Regions from separate parts of the Pan troglodytes genome. Here region 1 is linked to region 2. The links are chromatin contacts, called in public Hi-C maps. All regions are on one chromosome and are shown on one strand. The core of a region is the stretch at or near the end of the contact, and the rest is flanking DNA. Distances in the headings are between cores, read along the strand shown. Region 1 has its middle 99 kb from the start of ENC1. Region 2 holds the start of ENC1 (ectodermal-neural cortex 1).

Region 1 (5,582 bases), core at 3,049-5,548, 97 kb before region 2:
GGCAATCAGGAGTTGGGCTGTGTTGAGTTATCCTTGTGCATATCTTGTACTCAGAGCTTATTTATCTCTATTAGAACCCAACAAGCATGGTGGTGTAAACGTCATCTCTTCTCTATATCAGAATGTAATGGAATAAGTTTTTTATCTAAAACCTCACTTGGTGTAGCCTTTATATTATTTCCACTGTGATAGATGAAAGAAGAGCAGTTTAGAATGATATCTAATAATAAACCTTACTGGTCATTCAAGATCTAGTGATATTCATTTGAAATCTGAAAAGGATTTCTGCCAGCGAATCAAGGCCTGAGGTTGTCTTCATTTCTTTACCATAACTCCCCTGCCTCCTTCTATCAGCAACATACTCTCAGCACACCCCCAATTTCCTCTTCCCACTGCCTAAAACCTCATCTCCCAAAGACGTAACCTGGCAACCCTACCCAAGAGGCCCTTCCCACCACTCACCTGTCCTTTCTCTACAAGAGCAGCCTATCTGTTTCATTCATGAAATATACCACCATTTGTAATGTTTCTTTCTTTTTTTCTTTTTTTTTTTTTTTTTTTTTTTGAGATAGAGTCTTGCTCTATTGCCCAGGTTGGAGTGCAATGCCACGATCTCGGCTCACTGCAACCTCTGCCTCCCAGGTTCAAGCGATTCTCCTGAGTAGCTGAGTAGCTGGAATTACAGGTGCCCGCCACAACGCCCAGCTAATTTTTATATTTTTAGCAGAGACAGGGTTTCCTCGTGTTGGCCAGGCTGGTCTTGAAGTCCTGACCTCAGGTAATCCTCCCACCTTGACCTTCCAAAGTACTGGGGTTACAGGCATGAGCCACAGTGCCTGGCTATAATGTTTATTTTCTTATCAGCAATCTTCCAGAACACACTGTAAGCTCTTTAAGGACAGAGGTTCTTTCTGTCACAATGCCCAGAATATAGCAGATGTGAAAAAATTGTTGCATGAATAAATTAGCAAATAAATAAGCAGTAGCACTATTACTTCAGGAAAGTCCTCATAGCGCTCTAGACCATGGTCGCCACACCCGTCAAATAAAAGAACTTACAAGGATCCAGGCTGAATATTCTATGATTCTAGGACTTGGTAAAATCAGCACTAGTGCTTCACCAGAAAATGTGGAGCAACCCTGACTTCAAGGCAGTTTTCCTAGTAGAAAGACATAATAGGTAATGGATGGAAGGATGTTCGGCATTCTTATCCCACTTTATAAAAAATGAAGACACCTAAATACATTTTGTGTCTGTCAAGAAGCCAGGAAACTAAAAAGAGGCTCCTCCACACGTGCAAGTAGATTGATTCAACCTGTGTCAGCAGCCAGGGGCCCTGGAGTCAGCCCCTCCACTGGAGGACACTAGCAAGAAGATATTTGCAAACTACTTTTTCTGATGGAGTCAAGAAAACCTCTGGTCTAACCCATGAGCTTGCATTAGTGCCTCAGCTCAGCCTAACTCCAGCACCATCTTATAGATCCTGAAAGTGGGTGGTCTGGAGCTCCGCTTCTAAACTTCCTCAGATTCAAGCAAATTCCACATTCATTTGAAAGACAGAGGCCAGAGGGATTGGCTGGATCAGGGAGGTTGGTAAATACAGTGCCTTTTTTTTTTTTCTTTTATCAACAGGAAATACAAGCTCCAGTTCTGGATGAAAGGGAAAAAAAAAAATCATTGAAAGTAATTTATATCTGAAGCTGTTTAGTAGTGTCATCCTAATTTACAACAGAACCAGTTCCAAATTAAAAAAAAAAAAAAAAGTCTTTTTCTGTTTCCTGTTAGCAAAGAACATGGGGTTATTTTTAAAAAAAAAAATCCACTGGATTTTCCCAAGTGTTGATAAGGTCTGGAATCCTGCAGATCTCATGAGAAGAATTCAAAACTCCTAATTAAAAGCTTTGTTCTCACAGTCAAATCTTGAAACTGTGCCGTTTGGCTTAACTTCTCTATGGTTAATTCATTTTGATCTTCTTCCAAAAGATAAATTGACAGTGTGGGATGAACCATTATCAGAAGCTTATTAATTATTATTATTTCTGGTTTTGAAAGGAGAAGAATTTTGCTGTAACATACCTCACCTCATACGGAACCCAGGGCTATGAGTGAATACATGTTGAATGGAATCTTTCCTGGATTAGTGACAATTGTTCATCTCTAGGGCTAGCCAGGTAGGGAGAAATTGTTTATTAAATAGATTACACAATCTATTGGGCTCAGGTTGAATATAGTGACAGGAAACTGAAAATAGTCCTGACATTGGATGACTTGGTGTTTTTCGTAATTTTAAACAGATAATTCAGATGCTGGTGTTTTGGAAGGCTGCCCAAGATCTGCTCTCCATATAAGCAAACTATAAAATGCAAACTAGGGCTATGACAGCCACCTACCTCTTTCCCTGAGGCAGACTTCATACTTCCTGAACCAAAATACTTGTCTGACCACAATACTGAATATTTGGAATTGGGACTGTCCCAGAAATCTGGGACATATATGGTAAGGACCTGAAGCCTGTAGTCAAATTGGAGTTTTCTTAGATACTTGGTTAAAATTTAAATATTTTCAAGTCCAGTCCATTTATAACTTAGTGTACTAAGTTGTACTCAAAAAAGATGTACAAAAAAAATGATGTACTCAAAATGTACACATTAATGCAGTGGTGGAGTTAGCTAGGTAACCTCCTTTTGTTAGCAAAAATGAGAGTCTTACTTCTGAGATCCTCAGAGACCATTTGGAAATTTCTGGAAGGGAAATGGCATGGATGCCCTTTCTGCTACCAAGACTGTCAGTAGTTACACAAAATTATATTATTAAAAGTCCCCAGATGGGAAGTGGCTCATGCCTGCAATCGTAACACTTTGGGAGGCTGCGGTGGGAGAATCATTTGAGTCCAGGAATTCAAGACGAGCCTGGGCAACATAGGGAGACCTCATCTCCACAAAATATTTAAAAATTAGCCAAGCGTGGTGGTGCACACCTGTGGTCCTAGCTACTCAGGAGGCTGAGATGGGAGGATTGCTTGAGATGGGAGGTTGAGGCTGCAGTAAGTTGTGACTGTACTGGGGCACTTCAGCCTGGGTGACAAAGCAAGACCCTGTGTCAAAAAAAAAAGTTCCCTTTTCCCTATTAAACAGTACATCTGTGTTTGGAAAGCTTTGGGTAGAGGACCCAGGTAGGAAGGCCATCCTTGTGCCCAGGTGGCAGCAGCCATTGAGGGTCTGAGGGAAGTCCAAACCGAAGTTTAGCCCAGGACCATTCTCCTCAGAGACTGGAAGGTCTCTCCATCTTAGGACTGAGGCTACCTGAAACAAGGAGGAAAGGTGATGCTGAATGGAATCCGTGTTAATCAAGAGAAGGGCCTTTCCTGTGGTTTATGCCTCTCTTCATTACTCACCAGCAGGCTCTGCTGGCGCCTGAAGCCTCTTCCAGTGTTGACATCCTTTTTGGCCATTTCTAGCAGTGTCTTTACAGAAAACAGGGTGGGGGAAGACATAAGAGGCAAAACTCAAATAGCCTAGTTTTCCCAACCTTTACAACTAAAATATTTTTCTGAACAAAAAATGGGAAAGTCGTGGCAAATAATCATGCCTGATAGTTCTGTTCCCTTTGCCCATGCGTGACTGAAACTGAGCCAGAAGGATTGAATTTTCTTACTCTATTTTACATTTTTATATATTTTTTAAAATCATATTTTGAAGGCACACAGGAGCTTTTTTTTAACCCAAGAGTGGCACCATGTTATAGATATTCTCCAGTGACCCAACTCCCATCCCCTCGCTTTTCTATAAAAGGAGCCTGGAGTTATAAGAAAGACAGGGCAGCCCTCCAAACCAGGACGTCATGGAGAGGTCAGCCCACCCAAAGAAGATGCAGCACATGCAGGGTGTGGAGAGGGAAGTTCACGGGTGACGGGAGACACTGCCCTACGCCGCTAAATCCCTGCAGCCTCCTCCCCCTCATCCCTGTAAAAGTGAGTCAGAAGAGCTCACTTGTCAGACTCCTCCCAGCCCAGAGTTGAAACAAGCTTTCCCCTACTCCGTGCTCCACAAGCCACAATGCTCCACGCCTCCTCAAATTCATCCATGAAGCTCTGTGGGGCCTCCAGGCAGGCACATTCCAAAAAAGACCTGAATATTTTATTGACAGTGGAACCCTAATTAGGTGGTATCTATAGTCGCCGATTTCTCTAGCACTTGAAGGCAGAAGTCAGCGTTTTTGTCCCCTTCTAATTTGCCCTCTCTACCCCTCACACCCCAAACCCAGGGCTGCTGGCACCCCTGCTGAGAAGAATAGATGGGGAAGAAATATTTCCGGGATTAGTCTCATAAATCTTTCACTGGCTTCCCTGGAAATTCTCTACCCTTGAGCAACGGGGGTGTGGGGTGAGGGGGGAGTCAGATCACTCCTGACTCATTAGCGTGTTTCCACGATGTGCCAGCTGGATCATCTAAAAATTATTCAACTGCCCAGGAGGAAAGCCTTTTTGCCAAACTACAGGCTTATTCGAAGAACTTAATGCAATCCTCAGCCCTGGCATCCAACCGCAAAGCCCAGCAAGCTCTTCAGAGAGCCATTTCCTGACCCCAGAGGCAGTCAGTGACCCCCTGGAGTGGATTTTTACATAGAGGTACTGTCCTTACCTGCAAAGCTTTCTAAAGAAGGGATTTGGGAAAGATAATCTATTGTGTTGTTGGCTTTGTGCATGTCTGAAAGAAGAGAAGTCATAAAATCTTCGTGTTCTTGATGGAGTGAGTTCCAGGAAATATTACCTTTCCCTTATCAGGTCCCCATGAATTGAATCAGGCTGATAACATAGCCTTCAGGTTTCCACGTGTGCATTCACCACCTACATTTGCAAAAACTCTTCCTTTTTCTGTTTTGTCCTCTCTCATATCTAAAAGATTTTATCAGCACTTTCTTGCTGTATCTGTGTCTGTTTTCAGTCCCTTGTTAGTGTTCTACGTGGTATGTCCAATTTTATTAATAGCAGGAGGCCGGGTGTGGTGGCTCATGCCTGTAATCCCAGCACTTTGGGAGGCCGAGGCAGGTGGATCACTTGAGGCCAAGAGTTCAAGACCAGCCTGGCCAACATGGTGAAACCCTGTCTCTACTAAAAATACAAAAAATTACCTGGGTGTGATGGCACATGCCTGTAGTCCCAGCTACTCGGGAGGTGAAGGTTGCAGTGAGCTGAGATCGCACAACTGTGCTCCAGTCTGGGTGACAGAGCAAGACTCTGTCTCAAATAATAATAATAATAATAATAATGATAATAATAACAGCAGAAGTTACCATTTATTGAATGCTGACTGTGTCAGCCACTGTGACCCTACATACATTTGTTCATTGATAACTGACAACACTGCAAAGTAGATCTTTAAAAGCCTATGATCCAAATGAGGAAACCGAGGTTTAGAAATATAGCTAGAAAATACTAGTCAGGACTCAGAGCCCGCGCTGTCTGACTCCCAAGCATTTTCTCTCAGCCACTTCACTGAAACACAGAGAGCCCGGGAGATGTGCATTGCTTTTGGTTAACACCCATATCCAGGCACATGCTGCAGAGCCTGAACGATGTCCT
Region 2 (6,103 bases), core at 1,052-3,551:
AGAGCTCCAGTGTTAGGAAGACTTTACAAAGCACCCAGCAATTTCCACAGTGACTTGAGATATAAAAAATGGTGAGGAGCCAGCCTCACTCCCACCTCAAGCTAAGCATCTACTGTCTACTCCATTCTAACCAATGCCCAGTGTTTTGGAGAATGACCATATGAACCTATGGGAATGCATCAGGTTTCCAAAGGGTTAAAACATTCATTAGCATTCTCAATGCTCCACCACTGTAGTTGTTATTTTAATTAGTACATTCAATCTGGAGTATTTGGAGGAAGACTTTAAACCTAAACCTCAATAGACTGTCTACTTACTCTTGTGAAGCTGCCGCCTCTCTCAGAGCAAATGCTGCCCTGAGTGAAGGAAGAATGAGGCTCCCTGAAACTAGGTGCACAGGCACCAAAATGCTTACACATTGAGCTGGAATCATGCTAGGCCCAGAACACATTTCCTTGAACATTAAATTCAGGATGGTGCAAAACAACATTCACAACCAGACTTACACCTAAGAAAACAATTTGTTTAGAAGACCTTAGGATATAGGATCTACATCTCTCTGCATCCTGTGTTTATGCTCCTGTATGTTCCAGGTTGGCCCAATAAGCCAGAAGGAAGAGCCTAGCCTGTCATCTTGGATACCATCCAGATGGAAAAGCACGTCACAGTCAAAATCACAATCAACATTCTTGCAACAATGTTTGATTAAAATAAAAAGTAAACTTGGAAACCCAAGAGGAAATACTTGCTTTCTGGTTTAAAACTGTGCAAACCTCAAAATATCAGCAAAAACCATGTATACAAGTCACTGAACACACCTTCAACATAAAATGAATCATCTTTCGAGCATTTTTAAGCCCCCAGAGAAATCACATTTGCATACCAAGTAAGTGGCCAAGAAAATGCACACATGTACTTAACCTACGTCTGCAAAGAAGACAGAGAAAGGGCTGCTACTACTGTGAACATCAAAAGGGCTTCAGTTACAGTAACTTCAGTTCACTTCATGCTCCTAATTCAGGCTCTCTGCCTCCAATGCTTAGCGTCCCGCACCCTTCTCCAGGTTTTGAACCTGATCTCAATCCAATCAAAAGAGAAACTAGGCAGACTTTTTTCTGGGCATTTACATTACCGGTAACAATAGAACATTATAAAGATCTTAACAAAAGTAGCTTCTTGCCAGAGTCTTTTTATTAACACTTGCAACGCTATTTAACAAGCTGGCCATGCCTGTGTGAAACCAAACCGCATGTGAATAAATTCAGTGTTTCATCTCCCCGCCCACCAATTCCTATCCTTTGTAACTAATAATGTTAACACGACAGATCAAGAAACTAGTTTTTCAGAAAGCAGTTTTCATTCATTCTCTATAGACATTTCCGCCGCAGTGAACATGCCCGCACTCAGGTGTCTGTGCATGGCCCCAACTTTCCTCCAAGCCGGGGAGGATGCAACGTGGGCCAACGATCCCGCGCGCTCGGCCCTGGAGGCTGCGGGGAGCGACGCAGCGCGACATTCACCCCCAGGAAAGCGCTGCTTTCCGCAGAGGAGAGAGGCTGACTGTATCCTTAGCTCGGCTCCTCGCTTCCCCAGCGGCTCGCCCCGGACATCGCACCGCGGAGGGGAGGCCGGTCGACCTCTCCGGCGATGCCCGGCTTCTGCCTGCTGTGGGAGGGCAGCGGCGGGCACCGTGATCTCCGCACCGAGAAGAGCTCCCCTTGCCCTCTAGTCGAAGCTCCCGAGTGCCCGGAGCACGCTCACCCCTCGCGAACACACCCCTGCAGCCGAAGCAGCCCCTGAAGCCCGCAGCGCCTGCAACAGGTCCGGGGCAGTGGGGGAAACTTACAGCAGTGGCGACTGGCCGCAACGCACAACTGAGTTCTAGCGACGGTCACGGGCAAGGAGGCGACGAACCGGTCGTCTCAGCCCAGGGAAGCGGTGGCGAATGCCCCGGAGAAAGGAGGGCCAGCCGGGGAGAGGACTGCGCCCCGAACGATGGCTCGCGGACCGGCTACCGCTGGCGTTCGCCTCCGTCTCTCGTCCCCACGCCGCGGACCCGGTGTCCAGGACCCGCAGAGCGTCTCCCGGAGCGCGTCACGGTAGGGCAGAGCAAGCCTGCCACTGCAGGCGCCGCGGAAGGAGGCGGGCTGTGCGCTCGGGGGAGGGAGCTAGAAAGCGCCTTGTGCGCCGGCGGCCGCCAGGCGTCTGGACCGGGTCTCCGCAGCGCCACCGCCGCACCGCCTCCTCTCCGGCTGCCAGAGCAGTCTGCGCCCCGCCGCCTTGCGCCCCGCTATAAGTGGCGCGGCGGGGAGGGGAGGGGGCGCGTATGCAAAGAGACCGACACCGGGGGAGGGAGGAAGCGCATTAGCGCGGCCCGTGGTGTAGGAGGAGGAAGAGGAGGAGAAGGAGTGGGAGGAGGAGAGGAGCTAGAGAAGAGCGTGTCGGGGGAGTTAATCGGGAGAGGAAGCGGGAGAGGGGGGCTGCGGGGAGTGCAGAGAGACAAAGCGGACGCACTGTCTCAGCCGCTGGCAGCTGCAACCCCGGGAACCGAGAATAAAATAAGTTTTCCCGGGTTCGAGTGTCTGCGCCTCTTTGGGCCAGCCTGGTTAATGGACAGCCCCGGATCTGAGGGACCCACCTTAGGGGAGCGCAGCCCGGGGCTGTGCGCTTGGTGATGCCAGAGCCCGCGAGATGCTCTAAAAAGGGCTGCAAGGGGCGAGCTGGGTATCCGCAGGACAGGCCCTGGGCACGCATAGACAGCGCCTTGGGTAGGACACCCAGAGTGGGGAGAGATAGTGGCAATGGACGGGCAAAAGTCTGGACAGTTTAGGGACACTCGGGTTGGGCAAGCCAGGACGTTTAAGTTTCTTGCTGGCAGAGAGCCAAAGAGACTCCAGCCCCAGGCATTTCCTATGTGTCCTCCCTCCCCACTCCCCAGTGGGTGCGGCACCCCTGGCTGGACTCTGCCCTAAGCCAGGCGACTGCAGGGGCAGCCGGGGCGCAGTCCTGCGGGGCGCGCACCACGTGCTTTTCAGCCAATCGCCGCGGCCGCTTGATTCAAAGTGAACTCCTCAAAGCAGCAGCCACGCCGCCTCCTCTCCTAGCGATTAAGCCTCCATCACCCTCTCCTGTTTTTTATCGCTCGGTGGTGTTAGTTTGGAGTTCAGTAAAGAAATGGCCCAGCACACACACACGTTTAATAGTCCCGCGTGTCAGGAGAAAGGAAGGCGATTCGAAAAATAATCTCGCGTGGTGATCACTTTTACGAATCCCATTTATCTTTGCAACTAGAGGCTTGTCTTTCCGCTGGGAGTTAAAATATCTGTCTTTTATTCGGTATTTGGAGCTAAGTCTATAAATGAACGGGATAGATGACCGGTCCAGCCCCCTTGTTTTACAGGTGGGGAACCGAGGCCCAGGGAGATGTGAATTGCCTGGCTCGTAGTCACTTAGCAACAATGTCCCAGCTCTGCAGCTCGAGAGTGAGGGACCCACGACAGAGTTTATTCCGTCCCCGGGTCCCCGCGTCCCCAAGCGCCCGCACTTCGCCTCCCAGATTGCTTTAAAACACTAGGCGCAGGAGCCGTTTAAACTGGCTAAGGAGGCCCCACATGGCGCTTCCAGAGTCCAGACTGCTGAAACCAAGACTGTCAGTTCTTCATTCTAATTTCATTTTCCTTTATCCTTGTTCCTTCCTGGTATTTGCGCCGAGAAATTTCGCTCCTTGCAAACAAAGAAAGACAGTGCCCTCTGAAGTCCTTTGTTAGCATTAACTCGGCAGGCAGCCTCACCACGAACCTTTCAATATATATATTTTTTTTTAATGCAGAGTCTCGGCTTGAGGCTGATTCACAGAGACAGCCCGGATCAATTCATGTCAAGAACCACGTATGGAGAGCCAGGGGGGCTGCGAGGTTAGGAGAGGGCTGGCAAGCAGCACCCAGGTTCTGAAGCAAAGACCAGACAGATGGAAACTCTGTAGACTCCAGAGATAGGTGCTGAAAAGATGGGAGGCGGAAATGTGTAACTATTGCACATATGTCTTTTTAAAACATGTTTCTGTAGCCTGTGGCAAGGTGTGGGGGAGCTCATCAAGGCAGCCACCAACGCACCTTTTAGACACCTCCTAGACCCACTCTGTCTGCTTCCTTTGTGAGTCAAATCTACCTAAAACGGCACCTAGATGACCTTGCCTAGAAATGGACTATGTACATAGCTCAGCTGGTTGGTTGGGGATTTTGCCACAGGAAGCGACAGAACTAGGGACAGGTATGTATCTTTACCACCTAGAAACTGCGGGATGTCCTTAACCAAGGGAACAGCAAAGTTCAGATCCCTTTGCAAAGAACTTTGCTAAGCAGGCAGGGCTGAGAAAGGAAAGAAATCCTCTGGCCATTGTGTCACCATCCGCTGGTGCCACTTTCCTGTATCTTTTCTACCTAATGTTGCCACTTTCTATGCTTCAATAGAAGAAAGGGAAAAAAAGCTGTAGACTGGAAAATCTTGAAATGCATTCAGTGACCGTATACATTCGCTTCATCTGCCTCGGGGAGATAAGCAATACAAGAGAAAAGAAGGACTTAGCTTATGTAAGTCCTAAAAACTGGAAAACATTTTCCTGCTGAAAGTCACAAGAACTAAACTTGCAAGTTTGGAAATCATGTGTGCTACTGATGACCTCCTACAAACTGTACTCTGGTTTGCTTGAGCCAATCTATGACTAGTTTTCGGGCAGTTGGGCAGTTTTTAATGTTTATCTCAGCTGAAAATGATTTGCAAGTTAGCAAATTTATGATCATAGCAATTCAAACTGTGTAATCCCACAGCATCTCTCAGCCAATCCTAAAGGTAACTCTTATCACCCCACTCACACAAAGAAAAGCTGAGCAAGTCTCCATTGTGTACAGGAAGAAACTTCTAAACAGGGCTGTCATCAAAACTGGACGACCATAGACATAGCAGATATCTGAGTCACAAACAAGTCAGGAAATGCTGCTTACACTGTATCCGCATTACACAATAGCCAACACTTCACACAAGACATTAGGCCAGTCCTGTAGGCCCTTGGGAGCAGGTCTTTGCCTCTGTCTTGTGACATCAAACCAAAGTCTCATTTTTTTAATGCTATTAAGAAGCTGTGCCCAAGGCTTTGGGCTTGTTATCTCCCCTAACAATGTTATTTTGTTAGGCTGCAAAATAAGCAGCATGGGGTTAAATGTATTAGCTGCCTTCAAACCTAATTTATCTTCATTCCTTCCTAATTTACACTTGGGCTGAATTAATGAGAATGATTTAATTAACACGGTGCGATCATGGTACCAGGGACAGGACAGCTCAGGGAATTAGACCAAACAGTAGGCTAAGCAGCTGCCATCCTGCCTCCGGTGGTCTCCTGAAGCCCCACCCAAATTCAGACATGTTCCCTGCTGGTATTCCAAAAGCGCCCTCTTTGTTTTATGAGGACACTTTCTGAATCTGTGCAAGGAAGATAGCACAGCTTTCCTTCCCCGAGTTATTTGCTAGATGGACTTCAAGGCTGTGTCCTGGAGACACAGTGTGGCAGAGGGGCCAACTGCCCACCAAAGATTTGTGCTCCCCTTCCATAGTGTCAAGTTCGTGTTGGGAAGTGGACGCCCAGCCAGGGACCACACCTCCCAGTAGCACATATGTTGCGATCAACATCCCTCAAGGGGAAGGGAGGGAAGCAGGGTGGACAGATGGAGATGCTGAGTTGGGATGTGGTCTCAGCCAAGCCTTGGCTGGCACCATGGGGACCTCTGGAGCTGAAATGGCCTCACAGGTTGTCCACATTTAAGGCAAGAAGGCTTTTATAGGGCTACATCACCCAGTTGCTGAATGCAGCTTGCCCAGGGAAGGGACCATGGCTTTGGGCGAGGTGGTGCTCTTTTGCTGAGGGAGCTGCCAGCACACACAGAGGCTGGAGGAATAAGCCCTCCATTCCCAAAGGAGGATCTGAAGACCTCAGAACAGTAAGAATACAGATATACAAACCTAGGAAAATGAGACCTCAGCTTCCATCAGCAATCCTCTTATTTTTAAAAAGAGAGAGAGAGGAAAGTCTGGCTGTTTATTAAAGAGATGA

What was found. A called contact is a pair of places that touch in the nucleus more often than the background predicts.
Region 1: a Hi-C map of stem cell-derived neural progenitor cells shows a contact between it and region 2, with 4 times the contacts expected there. The contact joins the enhancer-like site here to the promoter of ENC1 in region 2. A contact is called at or near these places in 2 of 7 Hi-C or Micro-C datasets (blood and stem cell-derived neural progenitor cells) and 1 of 1 datasets of contacts at active chromatin or transcription factors (stem cell-derived excitatory neurons).

Annotation. Positions count from the first base shown.
Region 1 is chr4:41,508,972-41,514,553 of NHGRI_mPanTro3-v2.0_pri, reverse strand. No RefSeq gene overlaps it. Among named protein-coding and RNA genes, the nearest start is that of ENC1, 99 kb to the right of the region's middle. Within about 2 kb of position 4,298, at least 6 of the 24 cell types and tissues checked have an H3K27ac peak or open chromatin away from gene starts, as enhancers often do. A contact at or near this core is called in stem cell-derived neural progenitor cells, where this site is marked.
Region 2 is chr4:41,409,384-41,415,486 of NHGRI_mPanTro3-v2.0_pri, reverse strand. ENC1 (ectodermal-neural cortex 1) reads right to left here and starts at 2,301. Exons shown (of 3, transcript XM_003310676.6): 1 at 1,847-2,301.